Regions from separate parts of the Mus musculus genome. Here regions 2 and 3 are each linked to region 1. The links are chromatin contacts, called in public HiChIP or PLAC-seq and Micro-C maps. All regions are on one chromosome and are shown on one strand. The core of a region is the stretch at or near the end of the contact, and the rest is flanking DNA. Distances in the headings are between cores, read along the strand shown.

Region 1 (3,444 bases), core at 371-2,870:
ATTTTGAACAGGAACTATTTTTTTCTTAATCCACTTCTATTATTTCAGCAGTATATGTTCGAATTGTGCCTCAGTTTAAGAGAAGTACTGTTTATTTAATAATTTCTTCAATTTATCTAAAATCATTACACTGACTATGGAAATAATTCCTCAGAGAACTGTAGTATTAGGGCTCAATGGCGTCTGTTACTGTGAATTAATGAAAACAGCATCTACTATGTGAATTATAATTTACTTTTACTTCGAACACAGAAAAAACACTTTTTCAAAGTATATACTTTTACTTTCTTAATGTCAACCGAGAGAAAAATTTAAAAGTTCCAATGTTGTAAATCATTAGCACTCTGACTTCTGGCGGGCTAAAAGTTTTTAAGTAGAGCTAAACCCCAATATTTCAGGTACTTTGTAAAACTGAGTGTAAAAAGGAAGTGAAAGGGTTTTAAGTGTTTAAAAAAGGGGCTTTAAAAACAATAAGCAATAAGCACCTATGGAGCTTATACTGATAACAGAATAATAAAAATAGTCCTTCCGGATTTTTTTCGGTAGTATGAATTTCTTCAAGGAAGAAACTGGCAGCGATATGCACACTTTGGACAGGGTCAAGAAGAAGAAAAAAAAAGCCTTTTTTTTTTTTGCCATATGAAACCGCCAAGATTTTAAAATATTTTACATTGTGAGAAACATCTGAACGTTGACCACCACCACCCAACCCCACCCCACCCCGAGGGAAAACGAAGCACATCTTTAAGAAGATAGAAACCAGAAGTGTCCCCTCCCCCGCGTCTCCCCTCGAAGCTAAAGTGTCTTTGGCTCTGCTTCTAGGTCTTCTAGGAACGTGCAGTTACAATCGCAACGACTCGCTTGATTCTTTAGATCGTTCTCTCTGCGGGCCCCCACTGCTGATCAAGGAAAGTCCAGCGGCCGAGCCAAACTCCGCTCGGGTCCCGCGGCTTCCAGGACGCGTCCCGCACCGCCCGGTCTCCATCCGACCCGCCGTCCCTCCCGGGTCACCCGGTAGCTCGCGGCCTGGGCGCGGCCCGGCTCCAAGGGGGTGTGTCCGGCTCGCGGCCCCGCAGCCCCGCAGGCCCGGCGCTCGCCTCCGCCTCAGGCCCACCTGCCCCGCGGCCCGTCAGGGCCTGCAGGGTCCCGCCCGTCTCCCCGAGCTGGGCCGCCGGCTCGCACGGCTCGCCCTGCTCGCACAGCCCGCCACCCGCTTCCGGAGCCGCGAGGCCCTCGGCGGCGCGCGCACCGCTCGGCTCCTCTCTCTCTCCCTCCCTCCCTCCCCGTCCGAGCGTGAGGGACCCGCGTGCTCCTCCTCAGCCCGCGCCGGGACGCGTCCCCTCCGGCCACGGCGAGCCGGGAGTGGGGACGGCGGCTGGCGGAGGTGGGGCGTGGACAGAGCATCCCCGCCACCCGGCGGAGGGAGGCCTCGTCACGGCCGCCGCCTCAGATCTCGCGGTGTTTGCCGGCCGCCGCGCCGCCATATTGTGTGGCCGTATTTTGATGCGGACTGGGCTGGCGGAGCCGCGGCGCGAGCGGGCGAGCGAGCGAGAGCTGGGGGGGTGGGGGGAGGGCAGGCGAGCGGCAGGGGGGTGGGGGCGGAGGGAGGCAGGGCGGCCGTGCGAGCCGGAGCCGAGCAGCGGGCCGCGGCGACGCCGCCCCGGCCATCGCTTTGATCCGCGGCAGGCGCCGGCGGCGGGGCGCCCCAGGCCGACCCCCTCCCCTCCCCCTCAGCCGCGAGCGGCGGCGGCGGCCGGAGGGAGTTGGCGGCGGCCGGGCGGAGGGGGCCGAGCGGGGAGGGAGGGAGGGCTGAGGTGTCCCCCCTGCCGGGTGGAATCGGCGCTGGCGGCGGCCGCGGTGACGACGGGGGAGACGGCTGCCCAAGTGGGAGAGGCGGCGGCGGCGGACGAGGAGGAGGGGGAAGCCGCGGCGGCGGCGAAGGGTAAGCGGACGGCGCTGCGGGGCCTCGGCGGGATCCCTCCCCACCCCCCACCCCCCCCACCCCCAGCCCGGCTCCCCGCGCCTGCAGCGGCTCGGGGACCGGCTCTGCCTGGCGCGCGAAGCCCTAGCGGGGCGTCCGCGCCTTCCTCGCCTTCGTCCGCCGCTCCGCCCGGGTCCTGCCCGCGGTGGCGAGGCGCAGGGAGGCCCCCCAAGTCCTGCGGGGAGGGTGGGGGCGGGGAGCCTGGGGCCTGGCCTGGGCTCCGGGGCGTCGGGGGAGGGGGACCGGGCCTGCCCCGGAGCCCAGCGCCGGAGAGAGCCGGGGGTGGGGGTGCCTTGGCCCCCGGTCCGCCCCCAGGCCTGTGATCTGGAAGTGGGAGGGAGGGAACCAGACGCCTTTGGGGGAACCCAGGTCTGGATAACGATGACTTCGGGGCCCGCGAGTTAAGGGAGAGCCGGGGAAGTTAAGTGCAGGGTAAAGAGGAAGCACCTCTCTCGCTTTGCTTTCCGATTTTGCTTGTCTGCAGCCTTCTTCCAAATGGGCAGCACGCCCCGCTGTGAAGAGGTTGGGGCCCCCTTAGAGTCCACAGGACTACTCTGATTTTCTTGCCCCGAGATAGTGGTTGGAAGAGGAAGACTTAACAAGGGTCCCTGGGTGTTGCTGACAGGTGACAGGTGGATCTGTCTGTTGCTGATGCTGTAGAATCCTTGGCTCATAATTGTAGGCCGAAAGTGTCAGGGAGCGTGTGAGTTTGTATTTACGTGTTTGGCCAAGTTTCATTCCATATATAGTATATTTGAGATGCTAAGTTTCCATTCAAGTCAGCTTAATTGTTATGGAGGAATTCTTCAAATGTTTCTGATAAGAGGGGTTTTCAGGAGAGTGGTGGAGACTTGCAGCCTCCTGGAGCTTTTATTCGAGTCTCCGTGAAGTTCGGGTTCCCAAAAGCATTGCAGGCTGTTGGTAAATGGGCTTCTAGTCATTGGAAAGTTCTTGGACACAAATGCAGTATTCGAGGCAGCAGCCAGACACTCTAGCTTTGCATCCATTTTGTCAGTGCTGGGTAAGTTAGTAAAGTGCCAAATCGTAGGGTTAGGTTGATTGCCATTTTATAAAAGGAATGGCTTTGTGTCCTAGCTTACTCAAAGGAGATGTTGCTCATGAAGCAGCTTCAAATTTTGCTAGGAATTTCACTGGGTACAAAAGAGGGTTGTTTGTTTTTTGTTTTGGTTTTTTTTTTTTTTTTTTGGTTTTTTTGTTTGTTTTGGTTTTGGTTTTGGTTTTGGCTTTTAGTTATCACTGTTTACCACACTTGGTACAGCAAGAGTTTTGATGCCTTTTCAGAAGCATCCTTAATGTCTTAGTAAAGGTGAATCCATGATTACTTTTAAAACTGTACAACTTGAAACCTTTTTGAAACCATACATATTTCTAATAAATGAACAGTTGCCTTTTCTTTTACTATATGCTTTAGCTAGCTACTTTAATTCCAATCCTTAGGAAAA
Region 2 (3,444 bases), core at 408-2,907, 370 kb after region 1:
GAGGGCAGGGAGGAGAAAAAACACTTAGATGGCTTTTGGTTTTGGCCTTACTCTTAATTCTGTTTACTTTTCTTTCCCGGGTTTAAGGAAAGCTCTGGAAGCAATGCAAAGTTCTGTCAGATGAGCACAGAGAACCTAGGGGGATAAAATTCGTTTCTCTGCTACTTTGCCCCTTCATTGTGTCTTGTTTTTTTCCCTAGAGCAACTGATATAAAAACCAGAGGGCAAGCTGTTTAGGCCTTTTAAAGAGAGACTAACTTTACACACTATCCACTGTGTACTGAGCCCAGCAGACCCCACTACAGAGCTCCAATCCCCTCCACACACAGCTGGCCTCCTTAAATTGAGTGGAACACAAAACCAACAAGGTCACGAATGTGGGGAAATTTTTGGGCAAGGGATGGAAGAAAAGAATGGAGATGGAGTGACAAGTTTTCCTTCATATTTTTATATCTGAAGGAGCTATGTGTTGGCAGAGAGCCAAACCAGGAAGCAGGAGTGGGTATTTAGGAGCAATTCTGCATCTAATCAAATCTTGTCCTTGCTATTTCCTGCGGTAAAACACGCTTTATAAAACCTATGAGACAAAATAAAACTAAAATAATCTTTACTGGGACAAAGAAGGTTCCGGGCTATCGTCTTAAATCGATCCGTCAGTGCTCTCCGATCTGCCCCCTTATCTTCCAAAGGCAGCCCAACGGACCCTGTCTGCTTCTGCCCCTCTATTGCACTTTCTTAGCACCAGCCCAAAGTCAGAGAAAAATGTGAACCACTTTCCCGGTTACCCACAGCTTTAATCCTCTGGAAGCAGAGAAGTTTGCTCGCTCGATAGCAGGCGGGACCCTCCTGGCGTCGCTTACCTGGCCGGGGAGGGATCCCAGCGGCGTCCTCGGCGCGACTGAGGGTGTAAGTGCGGTACCCGCGGAGTGGCGCGAACTTGCAGACGCTGCGGCCGCGCGCCGTGCAGTTGAACAGGTAGCAGCGGGGTGCGGGCATAGGTGCGGGCACGCTGGGCCCCCGGGGCAGCTGCACCACTGCCACCGAGCAGCTCGGCTCGGAGCAGCAGGCCGTCACGCACTGCCGCCAACCCCGCACGCTCCCGGGTGCGCGCAGGAAGCTGGCTCCCGCCGCGATGGAATCCTGGGTGCGGATGATGGTATCGGGCACCGCCCGGTAGACCGCCGTACCGCCCGCACCCGGGCAATCCTCCCGCGGGCCGCCCAGTAGCTCCGGCTCTAGCTCCTCGCGAGGCCGTGCCCGCTGTAGCTGCCGGCGAAAGTCCTGAAGCAGCCTATCCACTCCGGACGACGGAGCGGCGGGCTCCCCGGGCCGGCTGCCGGGCAGCCAGAGGCAGAGCAGCAGCAGCCCGCGGAGCGCGCGGTGCCGGAAGCCGGGGCCCGGTCCTCCTCCCCTTGTGGCCATGGCACGAGCGCGGCCTCAGAGCTCGGCGGCCCCGGGGCCTGGCTGCTTCACGGAGGCGGCGAGTGTGCCGGCTTCGAGAGGCATCGCGGGCCGGACTCGGCCGGACTCGGCGCCGCCCTGGCCCTGCTACCAGGCTGCGAGCTTTCGGTGCTTCTATCTTCGCTCCGGCCGCGGAAGCGCACCGGGACGACGAGCGGCCTCTACGTGGATCAGCACCGGCGTGCGGACAGCGGCTGCGACGGGGCGGAGCCTGGCGTGCTGGGGCGGCTCCGGGGCGGGACTTCCGCAGGTCTGTCGGTCTCCGGCGCCCGGTGGGGAGGAGGAGGGGACTCCCCGGAGTTGCCTGGCTGCTCCGCGGCTTGATCACACCCTAAGCAGCGTGGGTGTTTGGGCCCATCAGGCCTCATTCAGCAAGCAGACTCGCGCAAGGCCATAGCTCACAGGGCAGGGCACTCGGGGTTGGAGGGAGGGGAAGAGTCAGAAAATCCATCAGTCTAAAGTTCGGGGCTACTACGGAGAGCGACGGGTACAGCCAGGGGACCACAGACAACTTTGGCAGTCTTTTGGAATCCAACTTCGTTGCATTATTTATTATTAAAGAGATTTGGACTATGGTAGGTAATAAAGGAAACAAAACATTTACATTCAGGTTCTAATTCGCCTTTCAGTTTCGTTTAGAGAACTTAAACACCAGAAGTTTAGCAACAGAAAGCTGAACTTGTGAGGAGGCAAAGGCCGGGCAGTATGGGAAGGAGGGTTGGGCCGATTGATGATCTCCCATCAGTTTACTGGGTGTTGGGATGGATGACACCTGATTTAGTTTGACTGATAGAACACAATACTCTGAAGTGTGCGGCTTCAAGATCAAGATATCATCGTATTCATTTCTAAAATGAATGTTAAGTAAGTCAGTGCCCACGAAGTGCTTAGACACGTGGAGAAGCTCATTATTACTAATTTTGAAGTCACCTTTTGTTTTTAAATGCTTTTATTTATTCTTTGAGAATTCCATACATCTTTACCATATTCTAATACCTTCCCCTACTCCACCCAGATCCGCACTCACCTCCCTCCCTTCTTGTTTCACTTTTAAAACCCAAAAACAACATTAAACCCAGAAATGTGGAATCTGAATTGTGTTGACTAGCTCCTCTTGAACATGGGGCCTCCTCTGGAGTAGGGCTTATATACCCAGTGTCACCAGATTGAAAAAACACTACCCCACCCCCAAGCTATTGTGAACAGCTTCTTGGCCAATGGTGGGACTCTATTATCCACTACCTAGCCTCTGTGCTAAGATCTTCTCTGGCTTCGCCCTGAGCAGATCTTGTGCATGCTGTCACAGCCTCCTCAATGCCCTGTTCTGCCTGAAAAACACTATTTCCTCGTACATGGTGTCTTAGTTAGGTTTTACTGCTGTGAGCAGACACCATGGCCAAGGCAACTCTTACAAGGACAACATTTAATTGGGGCTGGCTTACAGGTTCAGAGGTTCAGTCTATTATCATCAAGGCAGGAGCATGGCAGCATCCAGACAGGTATGGCACTGAAGAAGGAGCTCAGAGTTCTGCATCTTCGTCTGACAGCTACTAGAAGATGACTAGCTCCAATGTGGTTAGGAGGAGGGTCTCATTGCCCACCCCACAGTGACACACTTCCTCCAAAATGGCTGTACCTACTCCAACAAGGCCACACCTTCTAATAGTGCCATTCCCTGGGCCAAGCATATTCAAACCACCACACATGGTGTCTTGCTCATTATGTAGCACAGTGGTTTTGAACTCATGAACCACTTGCCTTCTTCTCCTGAGTGCTAAGATCGCAGGCTTGCACCACCTCCCTTCTCATCTCATTTCTTAATTTTACAGATGAAAAACCAGCCATACTCACTCTTGTGCCAGCCTAAGCTGGTAAACCCTCCACCTGCTGCTGTCTCTGCTCTGGCCTCCCTTCCTGAAGCCAAAGTCTCTGCTGTTGGTTTTCCTTTTTCCTTGTGCTCTCATCTTTCTCTAGGTTTCCCTC
Region 3 (3,444 bases), core at 479-2,978, 290 kb after region 1:
TAGGCAAGACCTCTGCCACACCCCAGCCCAGTGGTGTTCTAATCAGATTTCCATGACTAGGATGTAAGTTCTACAATACAAGAGGAAAGACTTATCAGTATTGCTATTCTCCTTTATATTATAGGAGTTCCAAACTGTGTTGGCTGTTTCTTTAAAAGGAGTCATGATGTGAGAGTTATTAGATTATAAAGAGCTTGAGGGTTTGTTTTTTTTGTGTGTGTGTGTGTGTGTTTCGAGACAGTGTTTCTCTGTGTAGTCCTGGCTGTCCTGGAACTCACTCTGTAGACCAGGCTGGCCTCGAACTCAGAAATCTGCCTGCCTCTGCCTCCTACGTGTGCCACCATGCCTGCCCCCCCCTTTTTTTTTTGAGCTTGAGGATTTTTGTTTTGTTTCGTTTTCCAGCAGCAAGACTGTTACCCAACCTGGCTATTTCTTTTCCCCATACAAAATGCCAGTCACCGAAATGATAGGTTTTGCAAGATAGAATTTATGAGGTGACCAATCATTTGAAAATGGAGAAAACAAGGTCATCTCTGGACCACTTCACCTAAGCTGAGGTTGAGTGATATTTATGGACTGAGGAGCAGGAAAAGGTATTTGGATTAAACTCATCAGATGTAAACATCATGACCCATACAGAAAAGCAGTCAGATGAAAGTACCTAAGCACAAGGAGATTCTAATGAACTTTTACACTCAGACTAGAAGAGCAGGTGGTACTGGGTAGGAAAAAAACGGACGGTCTAAAACTCATCGCTTTACTCTTAATGTTGAACAACACTGACATTTATAGTTAGTTACAGGAGTCATGAAAATAGGTGATAGACATTTCAGGTTGGATGCAGGTTGAGTGTTGCAACTGATGAAGTTTGGTAAGAACTGTAATTTGGAAATTGCTCCTGACATCACAGCACAGCATAGGTGTCTTATCTTCGTTTCCTTCCTGAAAGTTTACTGGAGTCATGGCTGTGTCTCAGTTCAAGTTAGCACACGTTGGATGCGGCAGACAGTGTTTCCTGTCAATTCTTAGAATGTTGCAGAGATGAAAGCAGTAAAATTGGTGTCCAGTCTAAGGATGGAATTTGTGAGCTTAAGCTGAAACTCATACTTGGGTAGGAAGAATAACACTTCCACCACAGGGTACTGAGCTTATTTTGTAACCAATTATAGCTCTCGGCTACTTTTGCTCTTAACCAGGGAAGCATCCCTACCCCCAATTCCATGTCACGGTATTCTTCCACCTTGAATTTATGCCTTCAGAGCTGAAAACAAACCAGAGCCTCTGCTTCATCAGGACCGTGCTGAGACATAGGCTAGTGGACTTCGTACCTGAGAGGCCCTTTGCCCTTGGGCTCTGTTAAAATGATTATTTTGGCCCCATCCAGAAGCCTTAGGTTAGTGCACCGGGTTGGACGAGGCAAGACGGAGTCAGCACACCATCTAGCAATCTAGACAGCCATAGGAGCAGACCGGCCGCTCGCAACAGCTGACGGAGTGGCGATTGCGGAGCCCAAGAAGGCGGCACACGTCGGACCCGCCATCCCGCATCAGCCAGAGCCGCGGCTAGGAAGGAGCCTCATCACGCAGAACACCAGCTCGCCGGCCGCAGGACGGAGGCAGGTGCAGGCCTCAGGAAGGGGAACTGAGCAGCGTTCGTTTGTGCGACCTCGCTGCGGCCACCGAGCACTGGTTATCGCCCCCGCTCGCTACTGGGCTCCAGGACTCCCCCGCCGCGGGCCCCGCCTGGCCGCACCCCGGACTGCGCGGCGTCACAGAGCGCATGCGTGCCGCGGGGGATGCCGGGAGCGCGCATTGGCGGCAGTGGCAGCGACGGCAGTAACAGCGGCCGCTCGAGCGGGGACACCAGCGGGGCGGTGACCGTGTGGGAGGTGGTCTCACTCTTGGGGAAACTGCTAGGGACCGTCGCCGCGCTGAAGGTGGTTCTGTACCTGCTCCGGGTGTGCTTCGCGATGGCCTGGAAATCCGGCGGCGCCAGCCACTCGGAGCTAATCCACAACCTCCGCAGTAAGTGCCACCCCCGCCCGGCGTGGGCCAGGGAGCAGGGCCGGGCCTGGACGCTGTCCCCCCCTGACAATCCGGAACGTTCGGTCTGCACCCCTGCGCCTGCTGGAGGGCGTCGCAGCGCGGTTGCACCGGGAGTTCGGAACGCCGTGCGTTTTTGCAGTCTCCTCTCCCGGGACCTGTCACTCGGCGATGTGGATGGGAAGAGGGTAGTAGCCAAGAGGGAGCTGCTGCGGGTGGGACACGGGCAGTTGCCTCCTCGCAGGCTGCGGGGGACTGGGTGCGGCACAGGTGGCGGGGCTGTTGCTGGAGTCTGCGGTCCCACTAGCGAGGGGCGTGACTTCAGGGTGGGGAAGTGCAGGCTTGTTTCTGGTGACTGGACTAGCACCGAGGGGACACCACCTTCGGCCTACGGGTTCTCTCACTGTTCTCGGTTGATTCCCTGCAAGCTTTCTGTTTTCTGCCTCCCCCGCCCTCTGTTTTTTCCTTTGGAGGGAGATGCTGCTGTCTGATAGCAAGGGGAGGGGAGAGGAGGTTCCGACTATTGCGGTTGCTGGGAGCAGTTTCTCAGGTTGCTGTCCAAAGTATAGGCCCTTGGGGGGGGGGGGGCGGCGGGGGAGCGAGGGATTGTCAGAGCATGCTGCTCCTAAGAGACTTTGTTTGGAGTCTTTGAATCCAGCAGACCATTGTGTGTATAAAATGTTCCAACTTTTTTTTTCAAGAGTGTTCATTGGCTTTTAAAAGCGCGTTTGAAAAGTTTTTTGTTTTGTTTTTGTTTTTTTTTTTGTTTTTGTTTTTTTTTTTTTGTTTTTTTAAAGAATAGCATTTTCTGTAGTCACTGTATTGCTTCCTTTGATGATAGTTTCAGGATAGAATGAATGCTGTGTCACTTTCCTTTCTAAATTGAAATAGTGTTGTTGTCTGGCTCAGAGACCAAGAAGAGCTGCAAGTTCATAACCTCACCCTGATCAGAATTCACAGCTTCTTTTGCCACCAATTTTCAAAAATAATCATAGTCTGCTGGGTGATGTTTTTAATTTTCTTGCGACTTTTCTTTTCTCTTCTTCTTTTTCTTTTTCTTTTTTTTTTTTAAGCCTTTGAGGTATTTATCTTACTTCTCAACTCTATTCATAATCACCGTGAGGGCTGGAACGCTAAACAATGGAATTTTCTCAAAGAATCAATAGTCATCCCCACCCCCACCCCCACCCCCACCCCTCCCAGGAATGCCAATCCCCTTTGCATTAAATGCTGAGATCTATGTAAGGTACAAAAAAGTGAATGAGAGCCGGGTTTGGTGGCGCACTCCTTTAATCCCAGCACTCAGGAGGCAGAGGCAGGCGGATTTCTGAGTTTGAGGCCAGCCTGGTCTACAAAGTGAGTTCCAGGACAGCCAGGGCTATAAAGAGAAACCCTGTCTAGA

Evidence for each region. Hi-C and Micro-C count contacts between places; a contact is called where the count stands out from the background. HiChIP or PLAC-seq counts read pairs in DNA pulled down with a chosen protein or histone mark.
Region 2: an H3K4me3 HiChIP or PLAC-seq map of embryonic stem cells shows a contact between it and region 1, with 9 times the contacts expected there. The contact joins the promoter of Lrp11 here to the promoter of Tab2 in region 1. A contact is called at or near these places in 4 of 484 Hi-C or Micro-C datasets (B cells, CD4 T cells and embryonic stem cells), 3 of 115 datasets of contacts at active chromatin or transcription factors (embryonic stem cells and epiblast stem cells) and 1 of 9 other capture datasets (liver).
Region 3: a contact with region 1 is called in a Micro-C map of embryonic stem cells, with 7 times the contacts expected there. The contact joins the promoter of A630066F11Rik here to the promoter of Tab2 in region 1. A contact is called at or near these places in 1 of 39 promoter capture datasets (erythroid cells), 7 of 484 Hi-C or Micro-C datasets (CD4 T cells, CD8 T cells, the G1E-ER4 cell line and 3 more), 5 of 115 datasets of contacts at active chromatin or transcription factors (the 230-238 cell line, effector CD8 T cells, extraembryonic endoderm stem cells and 2 more) and 2 of 9 other capture datasets (adipose tissue and liver).

What each region holds. Positions count from the first base shown.
Region 1 is chr10:7,954,299-7,957,742 of GRCm38.p6, reverse strand. Tab2 (TGF-beta activated kinase 1/MAP3K7 binding protein 2) reads left to right here and starts at 1,620. Exons shown (of 7, transcript NM_138667.3): 1 at 1,620-1,942.
Region 2 is chr10:7,588,030-7,591,473 of GRCm38.p6, reverse strand. Lrp11 (low density lipoprotein receptor-related protein 11) reads right to left here and starts at 1,657. Exons shown (of 7, transcript NM_172784.4): 1 at 861-1,657. The coding sequence starts at 1,422.
Region 3 is chr10:7,661,655-7,665,098 of GRCm38.p6, reverse strand. It overlaps A630066F11Rik (RIKEN cDNA A630066F11 gene), which reads right to left and starts at 1,728. Exons shown (of 1, transcript NR_030698.1): 1 at 476-1,728. It overlaps Pcmt1 (protein-L-isoaspartate (D-aspartate) O-methyltransferase 1), which reads left to right and starts at 1,491. Exons shown (of 8, transcript NM_001347228.2): 1 at 1,491-2,024. The coding sequence starts at 1,796.